3 separate regions of the Mus musculus genome follow, and all the other regions are linked to region 1. Evidence: chromatin contacts called from public promoter capture Hi-C data. All regions are on one chromosome and are shown on one strand. The core of a region is the stretch at or near the end of the contact, and the rest is flanking DNA. Distances in the headings are between cores, read along the strand shown.

Region 1 (4,547 bases), core at 800-3,299:
TTTCCAAAACCTGGCTGTACTGGACAGAAGGAAGCCTGCTACGAATCAGGCATTCCACCTAAGCCTCGTTCTCCAAATGAGATCACTCTGGTTCAAAGAGAAGAAACAGCCTGGCAGATAGCGGCTCTGCTGGCCTCCTGGCCTACCTGCAAAGACTCGGGACCCACAGCTTTACCATCCTGGGTATCCCCAACCTCCATCTCTCTCCTCTTGTTTGCCCCGCCCCCAAACTCCCCCCCCCCCCCAGCATGTGCCCATCTTCTATGCAGATTCTCTTCCTTGGCTTCCAAGCCCCTGGGCATGCCTGTTTGAGCCCAGAGTCCTGACAAACACGATCTAAAGAGTGCCTGGCATCCCCACCTCCCACCAACAGTCAACACCACTTAGAGGCGTTCTCCCTTCCTAAACCAGTCAATCACCTCAATTCTTCCTTCTAAACAGCCCCCTACCTCTCTCCTATGGTTGGTTCTTTTTCTCCTAACTTCCCAGCACGGGAGACCTGTTGTTGGCTTCCCTCCAAACCGCCTCCCCAGAGGCCTCCCTTTGTCCTACTCACTGCTGCGGATTGCTGGTCCTCAAAAATACTGTTGACCTGCATTCTCATTTGGCTGGGTGGGGGGGTGTAGGGAGAGGGTTGCTCCCTCTGCCTTCACAGGGAATCATAGTTCATTCTCCGCCCACACTCACGGTGCTTTCAAGTGACTGGCCACCCTGCAGAGTTCCAGCCTCAATTTTCACCACCTCAGTTTTCCAAAATGATCGCCCACTCTGTTCATCCCTCCCCCACCAGCACCACACTCCGTCCTCCCTCCCACTGAGACACCTAGCAGGCTGACCCCCCACCCTGCCTCCAGTTCAAGTCCACCTGCAGCCAAGGCCCCCAGAGGAGCCCTCCTCCCAAAGCCTGCAGGACTCATTATCCAAACTATTCATCCCCAGGTAATTACGCACTGCCTGTGACTCTCTTCTGTTTAGCCTGGAACGGGGCTTTAAAACTGCCTGTGCAGCTTGATCCAACTCCTGCTTCATCACAAGGCTGTCTAACGGCTGTTTCTCCCTCTCCACAGTGCCTAGGAGGTAGACAATAGATGCTAGATGTATGCAATGGTTGATTTTTCTTCCCACATACAGTGTCCTCAAACAGCCAGAGCTGATGAGAATAGTAAGCACCTGTTTTAGAACTCTGGCTAACAGAATTCTCCCACAGGCCAGTTCTCTCCTAGGCCCTCAGGATCCAAAGCAGGCACCCGGGGCTTCAGCCGGTTGCTCTGAGACACTGCTGTCCACAGAGGCTGCTGGCCCACCTCTGAAAGGAGACCCCAGTCCCGCGAGGGTTTCTGACTTGGTGATACGTTTTCCTTGCCTCTCTCTGGTCCCCAGCCCAAGGAACTATCCCAAGTACGGACCAAGGGTAAACCCTGAACTGTGTGACAAGTCCCTAGCTGAGGCCACTCCTGCCCAGCTTGCCCCTGGTCAAAGGCACCCAGGAGAGCCCCTGCCCTTGGGAGAGAAAGAAGACACTGCACCTTTAAGTCTGCAGCCGGTTGAGAAAAACAAGCTGTGATTTATATAAGCGGGAAAATCATGTGATTTGCAGGAACGCTGCCTCCTCCCCGGCCCCCGCCCGTCGCCTTTGAGCCCGTCCCAAAGGGCTGGGGCGCGGCCGGAGCTGGGCTGCAGGGGCGTGGGGTGCGGGCGGGGCGCTGGGCATAAAGCTGCCCCGGGACCTCTGGGTGGCTCTGCCCTGTTTCCGACGCTGGACCTGGGCGGCGGCAGCCCCTCGCGCCGTGGAGTTTGGTCCCCAGATAGCCTCAGGGAGCGCAGACCCCTGGCGCTGCCGCTCCTTCTGCGACCCGACACTGAGGTCGCACAGAACAACCTCGGTCCCCAAGCCAACTCGGCCTGCCCCCATCAAGCCAAAGTGTGGCTTGAGACACCGAAGCTGTTCGCAACTTCTCCCAGAAAAAGGAAAACCCGGGCCCCACACACTGGTTTCTGTGTCCCAAAACACCCAGCAGGGGGCGGGGAAGAGAGAGCATTTTGGGAAATGGTTGGGAAAGGGCATGATGAAAGCCATTCCCACAGCTGAGATTGGTAGGGAACGGGCCACCAGGCCACCAGCTTTCGGGGAGAAAACAAAACAATCCCCTGGTGTGGCCCTTTCAGACAAAACTGAAGAAGAAAGATGTCCTGAGAAATCTTAAAGAGAGGCAGTGTCTCTGTGTGGAGCCCACACCCACGCGCAAGTTCAGTCTGACTGCTCCAAGAACAAGGAAGGGCGTCACTCCTTCGTGGAAAGGGGCGGGCAAGGCCACAATCGCAAGTAGGAGAGAGGACACACATCCAAAACCAAGCCGAAGAGAAGTGGAGGGCTTTCTCGGGAGAAGAGAGAGGGAGGGAAAGACGGGCATCTCTCAGTACATAAACCACAAAGACCGGCTCCCAAAGGACCCCAGAAAGGATGCCATGGTCTTTGAAAAGTAACCAAGGCCAGACATGCACCACAGCCTCTCTATTCTATTTAACTTCCCCCTGGCAGGGGATAGACGACTTTTAGGATCGGTGGCTTCTCCTGCAGAATAAACGCGATGCTAATGAACAACTTGGTGACATACAGATCATGACCTCAGACTCCAGCCTAGGTCAGCCGGAGCCTGCCCTCTGCAGCCAGAGGCCAACTGAGCAAATTTTCTGTACCACGCTCCCACCTCTGCTGTACCCCACGCAGGGTCTTTAGGCTGAGTTCATAAGGCACCCGGTGTCCTGACTGCCACGGGAAGCAGACTCATCCTGGTGAGCAAATGTTTGGGGTTGTTCTATAAAACCCAAAGAAAAACCACAGTAAGTAACAGTATTCCAGAAGGTTCTAGATGTGCACACTTTGCCTTCAAATACTAACGCCATTCATCCAGTGTGTGTGCTTGGCACAGAGCTGGACGGTGGGGGTCCAATGAAAGGGCAGCCCCTCCCTGAGCCTGGATGCTGCCTCACAGAAAGAGGCAAAGAAAGACGTTTCTGTCCTCCCCTGGGCAGCCAGCCCACCCAGGCCCTCCCAGCCCACCCCACCACCCCCAGCAGGTGTTGCCCCCATTCCTGCTCTGTGTGCCTTATGGTTTCTGCCAAGAGCCAATCCTATCAGAAGGCTCTAACTCCCTAGGGTTTGGGCAGTGGTTATAAGAGGTACCCTAAAGATCTCTCCAGAAAGTGAGATCAGAGATGGCAGCCTCCTGATTCCCTCCCCAAATGATAAAGCCAGCAAGTGAGAGTTTGGGGCCCACTTGGATCTCCCCCCCCCCACCTTGTGTTCTCTCCCCACCCCCACCCCACCCTCTGTCTCTCCCTCCCTCCCTCCTCTTCTTCTTCCTCTCTCTCTATTCTCTGGTGTAGCCTTCCAGCATCCAGGACTGCTCCTCTCAAAGCTTCCTGAGCCAAGGATTTGCCCAGCTTACATACAGCTCAACTGCCCTCTGATCTCTGGGGTGCTGAACCCCCTTAGCCCTGCACAGATTCCTCCTGGATCACCCACCGGTCTCTTCTGTTGCTGTAAGATTTGCTGACTGCAGGTGCTCCACCATCCACCATTAAGTACAATTCTGACCACTGCTCCCGTGAGCCCTCCTATACGTATCAGTCAGTCTCTGCCTTATTCTTGGGGCTATTCAAATATTTCCCATATTCAAATATCTCTCCTATTTCAAGCTCCCCTCCGCCCTTCACAGGCACAGCCTGACAGTGCTCAGAGGAAGACTGTGAGCCTGCAGCGAGCCAAGATTTTAAAGGAACAAACAAATTAAGGGCCTGATCTGAGAACACCCAGGAAGCCACGAGCTCTGCTACCTTTAAAAGGGATCTCTGAGGCTTTTTTCAAATGCACCGAGGAACGCAATGGCTGCCGAGTCTGATCTGCTCACCATGGACGCGGGGCCTTGGCAGAGAAAAGCAGTCCAGGCCCCGCCAAACCTAACTGCTTTAAATTAGCCTTCCAGTAAAAAGGGGGTGCTGTACTAACGGGTCCCCAAAGCCTCCCAAGCAGCAAAGCTCTGAGACTGAGGCTGTATTTCCCCTAAACAGCCTTTGAGAAAGCGTGAGTAACAGAGTGGACAATGGATTGTGGATCAGGCCTGGGGCTGAAGCTGAAGCTAAGAATTGGGCTTTCACGGCATCTCAGGCCTGCTTCCCTCTCTCTCCCTAAAAGGGCCCCTGCTCTTTCCCAAGTTGCCTCCAAGTGGAAGAGAACATGTAACTCCCCCAGAGCAGAGAGGCCCAGGAGAGGGGAAAGCAGGCGGGCCCCATGCAGGCTCCCCTCTGACTCTGTGGAGACACTCCTCCCTCCCAGCATTTGTGTGTATGTGTGTGTGTGTGTGTGTGTGTGTGTGTGTGTGTGTGTATGTGTGTGTGTGTGTGTGTGTGTGTGTGTGTGTGTGTGTGTGTGTGTGTGTGGGTTATGGACCTTCTGAACAGCTCATCCTTCAGCCAGCCCAGGACCCAGCATCCTGAACCCTCATTTACAAGTTTCCAGTGGCAACCAATACATTAGACAATCTCCC
Region 2 (4,547 bases), core at 1,101-3,600, 2.0 Mb after region 1:
ATTTTCTTGGTTCTTCCCAGGCCCCGTTTTGAGACAGGGTCTTATGTAGCCCAGGATGACCCCAAACTCGCTATGTGGATGAAGCTGGCCTTGATCTAATCCTCTTGCCTCTACAGTCCAAGAGCTGGGATCACAGGCTTTCACCTTCAGACCCAACTCTCCCACCCACACAGATGAGTGAACACCACCCCACCCACACTGCCCAGTGCTGACACTTCTCAGCTCAGTCAAGGTGCTGGCTGTGGTAACTATCACTGCTAAGAGGTTAGCTCTCCATCCTCCACCAGTGTTTTTCACTTTCCCTTTTACATAACCAGTGTTCCCTCTCTTACTAGCAGATGACCTTTTCATTCCCTATTCCAAAGCTCTAGGTCAGTAAGGAGACTCCACATCCGGTGCCCTCACCCACTGGAATGTGTGGGGGCAGAGGAGGCAAAGGGCTGGGTGGGGGGGGGGGCTTCAAGAAAGTGGGCAGGGCACCTGACAAGGGCTGAGACAAACTAGGCCTTTGTTTTATTTTCTGGAGAATAGGAGCTGTGGGGAGCAACACAAAACCCTTTCTAATCAGGATTTGGCTTAGGTGCCCTCTAAGCTTCGAATGTGGGGTGGCGTCTAGCAAGTAAACAGAAAGAAGTCTGGCCAGCGTCACAAATGTAGCAAAGGATGTGCCAGTGTGGGAACACCAGAGAAGAGGAGGAGAGAGCTGTCTGGAGACAAAGGAGACCAGAGCCCCCAACCACAGCCATTCTTCCCCCTAATCTCCCCTCAAGATGAGTAATGGTTGATGACCCTAACCCTGCATGACTCCCTTGGATGAATCAGTCTCTGGATTTGCAACCAAGCCTGTCACTCGCCCTGGGCGGAAGGCATAGTATGTGCCTCCTTTCTTCCCATAGACAATCAGATCACCATCTCTGCACTCTTATGAGTCATGCAGGGCCAGGGAATCTTTCCAAGTCTTTGGATACCACTGGTCTTCTCATTGAGGGTTAAGGTTGGGGGAAGGGTCCCTGGAGACCCAGAAGGAAAGGAAGAGACAGCCTGGTTTTGTCACAGCTCTTGGCTTAGGCTCTTCCTTACTTCTACCAGCTGTGCCATCCTGTTCCTGCCATTTGTTTCGCAGGCTTTCCAGAGAGTAGGAGGTGAGGAAGGAAAGAGGGTACGTGGTGGAAGAGGTTGTCCTTCCCTCCCACCCAAGTGACAGCTGGACATATAAGGGTTAGTCGAGTTGGCCAGATGGCATCAAGTTGTGCCAGGGAAGTTAGTGTGGGGAGGGGAATTCTGTTTTCCCAACCACTGCAGCTGTCGCCCCCATCAGCGTTAGAGAGTGAAAGCTGACTCAAGTCTCCACAAAGTTACATTAGGGGGAGGGGACAGATCAGAGGAGTTACTGGAGCACCGGGTCCTTCTGAAAGCTGGCCCAGATGCTGTGTAACCAGGGTGGATGGAGGAAACCGGAGTTGAGGGAAGAGGTTCATACCCCACGTTGAGGTGATCCACCAACGCTTCGGTCAGGCAGGTCGCTGCAGCGATAGCTTCTCTCCTCCTCTTCTCTGGGGAAGGGGAAAGGGGTTGGAGCAGACTTCGTATTTGAAAGATGGTGCTAATGGGTCCTCACGCACTTATTACTGTTCTAGAAACTGCCAACTAATGCCAGACCTCTTAAAAAGAACCTTCCATACATAAACAAAACAAACCCCTTTATTTTGGAGGCAAAGAAACTGGGGCCCTGAGAAGGGAATGGACACTCCATCAGGTACGCCCAGGACTCTTCCTAGACATCCTTTTTCCACTACTTTGGGCAATGGATTGGCAACTCCAGGATTCCCAGTCTAGGCCTGGGGAAAGTTGTGCCTTAGCTGTGTGGCAGACTGGGCAGTCCCCAATTCCTCCCACTTCCGGGGTGAGAAGCTGGCTGGGCCAATTGGCAACGCGTTTCGCGCTCCAGGGGCGGGACTCAGGCGCCGCCTGGGCGGGATTGAGGGAGGTGGCGCAGGGACCCGAGTGGTGCCAAGGGGACCAGGGCTGGTTGGCAAGGGGACGGAGTTTCCAGAAGTGCCGCCCCCAATTCCCTGCCCGGCACTCGGGTCGCCCGCTAGCCGGCGCCCTCTCCTTGATCTGGGAGGTTACCCGAGGTCCAGGCCTCTGGAAGAAGCTAGGCCGCGGCCGGGAGCTGCCGACCGACCGGACGCTGAGCTCACCCTGCAGCTCCTTGCGTTCGTTCTGCTTGGCTTGGTGTTCTTTGAGCAGGCGGGACAGCATGGTCGAGTCTGGCTGGGTGTGGGCACGGCGGACCCCTCCCTAAGGCTGCAGGAACTGGACTATGCCTTGGCTCACCCGGAAGGCGTCACGTGATCGCAGTATCACGTGACGCAAGAGCCTCCCTCTGCTTTTGGCATCTGGTGGTTGGTATTGAGGAGCTAAAGGAGCGAAGTGGAGGGTTGGTTGCTTGGTGGGTGAGCTGTTCGCTAATGAGGCTCAGTTTCTGGAGTCAGGAACACTTTTCGCATTTAGTCATGCTGAAGAGTCAGTTTTCACATGCTCTGGCTGTCGGGTTTTGAGAGGATTGGTGTCCTGATGCTGTCCACTACACTTCTGTTACTAGGGTAGCAGAAGCTCTCTGAACTCATTGAAATTCTTCTCCTTCCCTCACCTTACCTCCTGGCAATGCCGGCCGATTCTCAGTGGATTCCCAGCTTCCTCTCCCTAGAAGAGAATGCTTTCTCTTATTTCCCAGCCCTCTTGTCTTCTCACCTCTCCACCGAGGTTCTCTCAGCTCTGGGTGATCACTGTAGAGCAGCATTTTAGGCACCTCAAGCAGCCTTCTAGGGAGCTTTGCTAATGTTGCGGGCAGTGAGTGGTGAATGCGCAGATCTATCTCTGTCCTTTTGTGGTCAGGGAATGCGAACCCATTTTAGTCGTGGCAGAAGCGTAAGTGCTACTGCCAAAGTGAAAGGTAAATTATACAGTGCTTCTCCGACTAAGGAGGAATGCTTCCAGGACTAATTCCAACTAGAAAAATTATAAACACCATCAATTTATTGCTGTTGTTTCTCTCTCTCTCTCTCTCTCTCTCTCTCTCTCTCTGTCCCCTAGGCTCCTTGTGCTTTTCATGGTGGCCAGGAATCCACCAGCGCTACAAGTAACCGGAGCTAAGGGGTGCATTACAAGTGTGCAGACATACCATGTGTCCCACAACTTTGATTCTAGCAGGCCTGAGGCAGAAGCAGGAGGATGTCTGTGTATTTGAGGCCATCCTGGTCTACAGAACAAACTTTGGGGCAGCTAGCAATATGTAGAGAGACCTTGTCTCAAAGCAGAAACACACAGACCACAAAAAAACGAATGTGGAGACATGCTGGCCAAACTTTGGTCAATTTTCTTACCCATTCTGAGCTTTAGTTTGATTGTTAATAAACTAAGGTGATTAGACTAATGTTTAGCTCTGGCTAAAGAGTAGAACCGCATTGAAGAGTTTGTAAATAATACTGTCATGTATGGTATACTGATGCAAACCTGTCAGGGGGCTGAGGTGGAAGAATGGGGAGTTCTAGATTAGCTTGGGCTACATAGCAAGACCCTGTCTCCTACTCCCAATTAAAAAGAAACTTGATCCCAAATTTATTTATTAAATAGACTTTCTGAAGGATTGATCTATGTATGTATGTATGTATGTATGTATGTATGTATGTAGCTAGCTAGCTATCTAGCTATCTATCATCTCTGTATCAGGTGATTCCAGAGTGCTTCCAAAGCTGAGGGACGTGGGGCTAATTCATGTCTGAGACTGTTTACAGCTTTGTCATCTACCCAGCTACCCATTTTCTGAGTTATGGCGCAGATGAAGTTGATAGCTTGGATCCAGTAGCAGGGCAAATGGATGCAGAACAAATTAGAATATTCTTCTTTAGAATAGCGAACAAAATAACCATGGAAGGAATTACAGAGACAAAGTTTGGTGCTGAGATGAAAGGATGGACCATCCAGAGACTGCCCCACCCAGGGATCCATCCCATAATCAGCCACCAAACCCAGACACTATAGCATATGCCAGCAAGATTTTGCTGACAGGACCCTGATATAGCTGTCTCTTGTGAGGCTATGCAGTGCCTGGCAAATACAGAAGTGGATGCTCACAGTCACCTATTGGATGGAACACAGGGCCCCCAACGGAGGAGCTAGAGAAAGTACCCAAGGAGCTGAAGGGGTCTGCAACCCTAAGGTAGAACAACAATATGAACTAACCAGTACCCCCAGAGCTAGTGTCTCTAGCTGCATATGTAGCAGAAGATGGCCTAGTCGGCCATCAATGGGAAGAGAGGCCCCTTGGTATAGCAAACTTTATATGCTCCATTACAGGGGAATACCAGGGCCAAGAAGTGGGAGTGGGTGGGTAGGGGAGCAGGGCGGGGGGTGGTATAGGGAACTTTCAGGATAGCATTTGAAATGTAAATGAACAAATATCTAATAAAAAATTAACAAAACAAAACAAAAAGAATATTCTTCTTGAAGTTTCTTAGTAAGAGTGAGAGTTATTGATCCACTGG
Region 3 (4,547 bases), core at 1,189-3,688, 1.8 Mb after region 1:
TGAGATAAGGAAGAGACAGTCAAGTACTGTGAAAATGTGGATGAACGAGGGGTTTCTGATTCTTCACTCTAGTAGAGATGCTAACAACTATCCTAAACAAAATTATTCCCCTTATTGTTTCTTTCTTGCCTATAAAAGTCTTGCTTATTATGCATTTGGGCGGTTTCTAGACTACCCAGTGCACCACTATGTGTATACACTGAAGAAGGCAAATGATAACTCAAAGGACAGCTCTATGTTTGTTCTGAATTTGATAGAAGGCAAGATGAACGGCAAAGGGAACACAATAAATAGCAGAGTGTCATCCAAGAGAATGTCGTGGAGAGAATGAGAACAGCATTTAGGAGCACATGAAAAAAACCTGTCTTTGCTTGGGTTTTTTTCATGTGCTCACTAAATGATGGTCTCATTCTTTCCATAGTATTCTGCTCTTGATTAGTCTTATTTAATACCTCTAACTGTCCTAAATGAAATAAGCTATGTATAGAAGGACTCAGATTTTATATATTTCTGTACAGCTTAAACACTTTAATATATGTATGTGTTACTTTGATAATTAAGAAATGTAGTGATACAAGTTATGGAGATGGCTTGGCGGCCCTTAGTGCTCTTGTAAGAGACCTGTGTTCAGTTTCCAGCACCAACACGGCAGCTCCTAATTGTCCAGCGGGTCTAGTACCTTTTCTGACCTCTGAGGGGTCCTGCATGCATGTGGTATATATGCAGGACACTATGTGGTAAAAAAAATAAATAAATTCAGTGATCACTAACATTAGTATAGAAAGGAAAGAGGAGGAGGAAGAGGAGGTAGAACCCTAAGGGAGAAACCAATAGGGTCCAATCTATAAAAAATTTGACAGGTTAGCAAACCCCTCCCTCTATATGTGTGTGTGTGTGTATATATGTATGCATACATACACACACACACACACATGCCATGTTTGAATACCAAACAGCCACAAGTTATCCTCTGACATTGTGGCTCACATATGTATGCAGGTTATTACATATAATATAATTTAAAGACTTCTTCATTCTCTATAATCCATCTTTCTAAATACCTCAAGGTTTGACCTAAATAACTAATCTCACACACACACACACACACACACACGTTCCTGAATAAGTGGGCAAAGAAGAAAGGATGGTGCCAACCTTCTGGTAGCTAACCTCTCAATTCTTCCCCAAATCCCTTCAGGGATATCACCTCACAGTTCCTGGCGTGAATAGTCTGTCCCATTAACTATCTAGGAAATGCTCAAGTGCAAGTCTCACAGAAGTTTCAATAAACATGGTCCTTTTTTTTTTTTTTTTTTTTTTTTAATGGCTGGGGATTGCTTTGCCCCTTTCCATGCAAATGACAGAGTTCCTCAAATCTAGGTTAAATAAGCGTAGTCACCACAGATCACATTATGAAGTGGGAAAGACTGAGCAAAGCACTCCCAAATTTTCTTAGTTCTCTCACAGTAGATGAAATAGGAAAAACAACGAATACAATAGCAAACCTAAAGGAAACAGGAGTGCAGTCATGACTAGCTATGAGGTCAGGGTAAACTAAAGTGGTGTGTGTGTGTGGGGGGGGGGGGCTGGACGTAGAGCTGCCAGGCGCCATGGAATAATACATAATTTTACCTTTGTCTTCATTCCCTATTCCTGAAGTACCCCAAAACTTCAAATCACCACACCCAAGCACTAAAGGAACAGAAGAGTAAGGAACTTCCAAGATACTGAGCCTCCCCTCACCATCATTCCAGAAGTTCCCATTACTAATAGCAAACCGTTTCTACTTCCTTCCACTTTGGTCTTCTACATTCTTCATTGACTTCAGTGAGACCAAATCCCTCTCGGCAACACCAGTACCCCTAGTTCCCCTTTCAACAGTCACTTTCCCTGAAAAGAATGCCTCTCTCGGCTAAGAGCCCCAACAGTGGATGTCTCGGGAGACCCAGCCTCGGCTACCCTCGGGGCTGGGCGTAGCACTGTCCCCTCCACACCTCCAGCCAAATGGGCTGGCTTCCCCTCCCTCACTGCCTGGTCTCCGACCCCAGCTCCTCCCTCCTCACCGCGGTGCTCAGAGTCCCGAGGCCGGCCCTGGTCCTCACCGGCTCCGGGTCCCCGCGCCCGGCCCCCGAGCGGCCACCACAGCCAGAACCCAGCCGCCTCCCAACTAGAGGCTCGGCTCCCAGCCCTGCCGATCACCTCCTCAGCGCCCACTAGGCCTGTGGGACAGCCCCTTCGGCCCTCTCCAGGAGGTTCTGGAGCCCTGACGTCGGCCCGCCCCGCCTCTGCCACAGGCCAGGCGGCGCTCCTCTCGGGACCTCCGCCTCTGCCCTTGTGGGCTCCATCAGCTCGGTACCTGGGGCTCCGTATCCCCCGTCGGGCCCAAGCCTGTGTGGAACAGACAAACAGCTGCAGCTCAACCAAACTCCTACCCCCTTCGCCTCCTCCTCCTCCTCCTCCTCGCCGGGGCGGCTCCAGCCAATCGCAAGATCACCCGCCTACCGTGGTGGGTGGGCTATGTGAGCGTCCGCCCGCCAATCTTCTGGAGAAAGGCGGGCTCTGAGGGACTATCACCAACTAGCACAAGTGAGAGACTGGATTGGCGAGGCCGCAAGCCAATACCTACACGAGAAGCCTTGAAGATTGACGGGATAAGTAGCCATTAAAGAGAGAGCTCCTGGGAAAGGGGGCAGTGCATCACTGACAGGCATGTGCGTCAGCCAATAGAACCTCAACACCCGTGACACCCCTCCCCCGCCTCTCGACTCGTAAACATCTAATCAGGTGAGTGAAGAAGGCGGGTCAAAAGGAAATTTTAACCAGTATTGGGAAATTTCCGAATTTGACAGGCAGGCAAGGCTAGTGAAGAAGTGAAGAAGGCTTTTGGTCGGGTGTGGTGTGGCACTCCCAATCTCAGCACAGTGGATTGGGGTGGAGGCAGTTCTGAGTTTGAGGCTAACCCGGGATACTCAGTTTAACAAGACCTCAGTATAAGGGGGATGGGGAGGGGAGTAAACTGGGCTTGGTGGCCCACATGTTTAATCCTAGCAATCGGGAGGATCTCCATGAGTTCCAAGCTACACAACGATGTCCCCCCCCCAAAAAAACAAAAACAAAAAACAATGATACCAGCATTAACCTTCTCTTCTCCCCGTGCCCTGCTTTCTGTGTCAAATTAAGAAAGTAAAGACCCTGCTGGGCATGGTGGTGCACGCCTTTAATCCCAGCACTGGGAAGGCAGAGGCAAGGCGGATTTCTGAGTCTGGCCAGTCTGGTCTACAAAGTGAGTTCCAAGACAGCCAGGGCTACACAGAGAAACCCTGTCTCGAAAAACCAAAAAAAAAAAAAAAAAAAAAAAAAAAAAAAAAAAGTAAAGACCCAAAACCAGGAAATTAAACAACTTTTATCTTGTAAATTCTTTTTAGTGGCGCACTAGAGAACAGTAGTTTTGGGGTGAATTGCCATGACAACAGAAAGTGGTAGTCTGAAGACACTTTAGCCTCCTAAATATTTTCACATTGATATTTTCTGAATTGTTTGTAAATGTGAAAAAACATTTAGACAACTTTGCTGAGGATTTTTTTTTTTTTTCGGTACTGAGGATTGAACCTAGGGCCTAGAGGCAAGCTAGAGAAGCATACACTTCCGGTAGAAGACCCAAGGCCTGTTCCCAGTACCACTGCTCACAGCTGCCTGTAACTCTAGGAGAGATGATATGCCCTCTTCTGGCCTCTGCGGGCACTTGTGGCTCACATGCACACACAATTTCAAAACCAGACCAAACAAACAAAACTCTACACAAAATGGTGAACACTTCCTGGGAAATGGAGGGTTGAGACAAAGGCCCCTGAAGCCCACTCAAGTTGCTGCTAAAAGAAGGAATTGAAACAGTGTTCTGTATTGGTGTGCCTGTGTGAGTAGGGGAAAGTTGGAAGGAAGCTCTTCAGTTTCTCCATCCTTACAAACACCCCACTAAAGAGCATGGCAGGAGGGCCTGCATGTACAGAGATTAGGTGGACACATACTGCTTATTCACATTCAGAATATCACCCACACCATTTTTTCAGTAAAAAAATAAATGAAGGATAAATATGAAAGAGATTCACTCTACAGCTGAGAATATTTTCTTTTAATGAATTTACAAACTAAATTACAAATAATATTAACAGAACACTGGAGGACAGGGAGTGGGAGAAGAAAATCATAAAAGAAATATTTTCTTTTAACAATTACAAAATCCCAAAGTGCACATGGCAACAAATCCATCCACACTGACAAAAAAAAAAAAAAAAGGAAAAAGAAGAAACAACAACAAAACCACTAAAGTATCCAAACTACTTTAACTTGAAATATAAATATAATTGTTCACTCTTTTATAGAAAATTTCCCCCAATGACCTAACCAGGTCAAAGCCTTACAAAAGCATCAGCATTCTCAAATGATGTCTCCTGGCCTGCATCACTGCTCTCAGAGGAGGACGGCAATGAGGCCCTCTGACAACTCAAGAACTGAGCTTCCAAAAGGAAGGCTAGGAACCTGGCTCATTG

What was found. Promoter capture Hi-C pulls out the DNA fragments that hold promoters and counts their contacts.
Region 2: a contact with region 1 is called in a promoter capture Hi-C map of liver, with 6 times the contacts expected there. The contact joins the promoter of Bloc1s1 here to the enhancer-like site in region 1. A contact is called at or near these places in 3 of 39 promoter capture datasets (the 3T3-L1 cell line and liver), 1 of 484 Hi-C or Micro-C datasets (B cells), 2 of 115 datasets of contacts at active chromatin or transcription factors (astrocytes and fibro-adipogenic progenitors) and 1 of 9 other capture datasets (liver).
Region 3: a contact with region 1 is called in a promoter capture Hi-C map of liver, with 6 times the contacts expected there. The contact joins the promoter of Rab5b here to the enhancer-like site in region 1. A contact is called at or near these places in 3 of 39 promoter capture datasets (embryonic stem cells, hippocampal neurons and liver), 1 of 484 Hi-C or Micro-C datasets (LSK cells) and 2 of 9 other capture datasets (adipose tissue and liver).

Annotation. Positions count from the first base shown.
Region 1 is chr10:126,926,737-126,931,283 of GRCm38.p6, forward strand. No RefSeq gene overlaps it. Among named protein-coding and RNA genes, the nearest start is that of Gm30456, 6.2 kb to the right of the region's middle. Within about 2 kb of position 2,050, at least 236 of the 459 cell types and tissues checked have an H3K27ac peak or open chromatin away from gene starts, as enhancers often do. A contact at or near this core is called in adipose tissue, astrocytes, embryonic stem cells and 3 more, where this site is marked.
Region 2 is chr10:128,921,174-128,925,720 of GRCm38.p6, forward strand. Bloc1s1 (biogenesis of lysosomal organelles complex-1, subunit 1) reads right to left here and starts at 2,351. Exons shown (of 4, transcript NM_015740.3): 1 at 2,202-2,351; 2 at 1,481-1,553. The coding sequence starts at 2,262.
Region 3 is chr10:128,693,830-128,698,376 of GRCm38.p6, forward strand. Rab5b (RAB5B, member RAS oncogene family) reads right to left here and starts at 2,439. Exons shown (of 6, transcript NM_177411.4): 1 at 2,357-2,439. Cdk2 (cyclin-dependent kinase 2) reads right to left here. Exons shown (of 8, transcript NM_183417.3): 8 at 4,110-4,547. It also overlaps a transcript of Pmel not described here.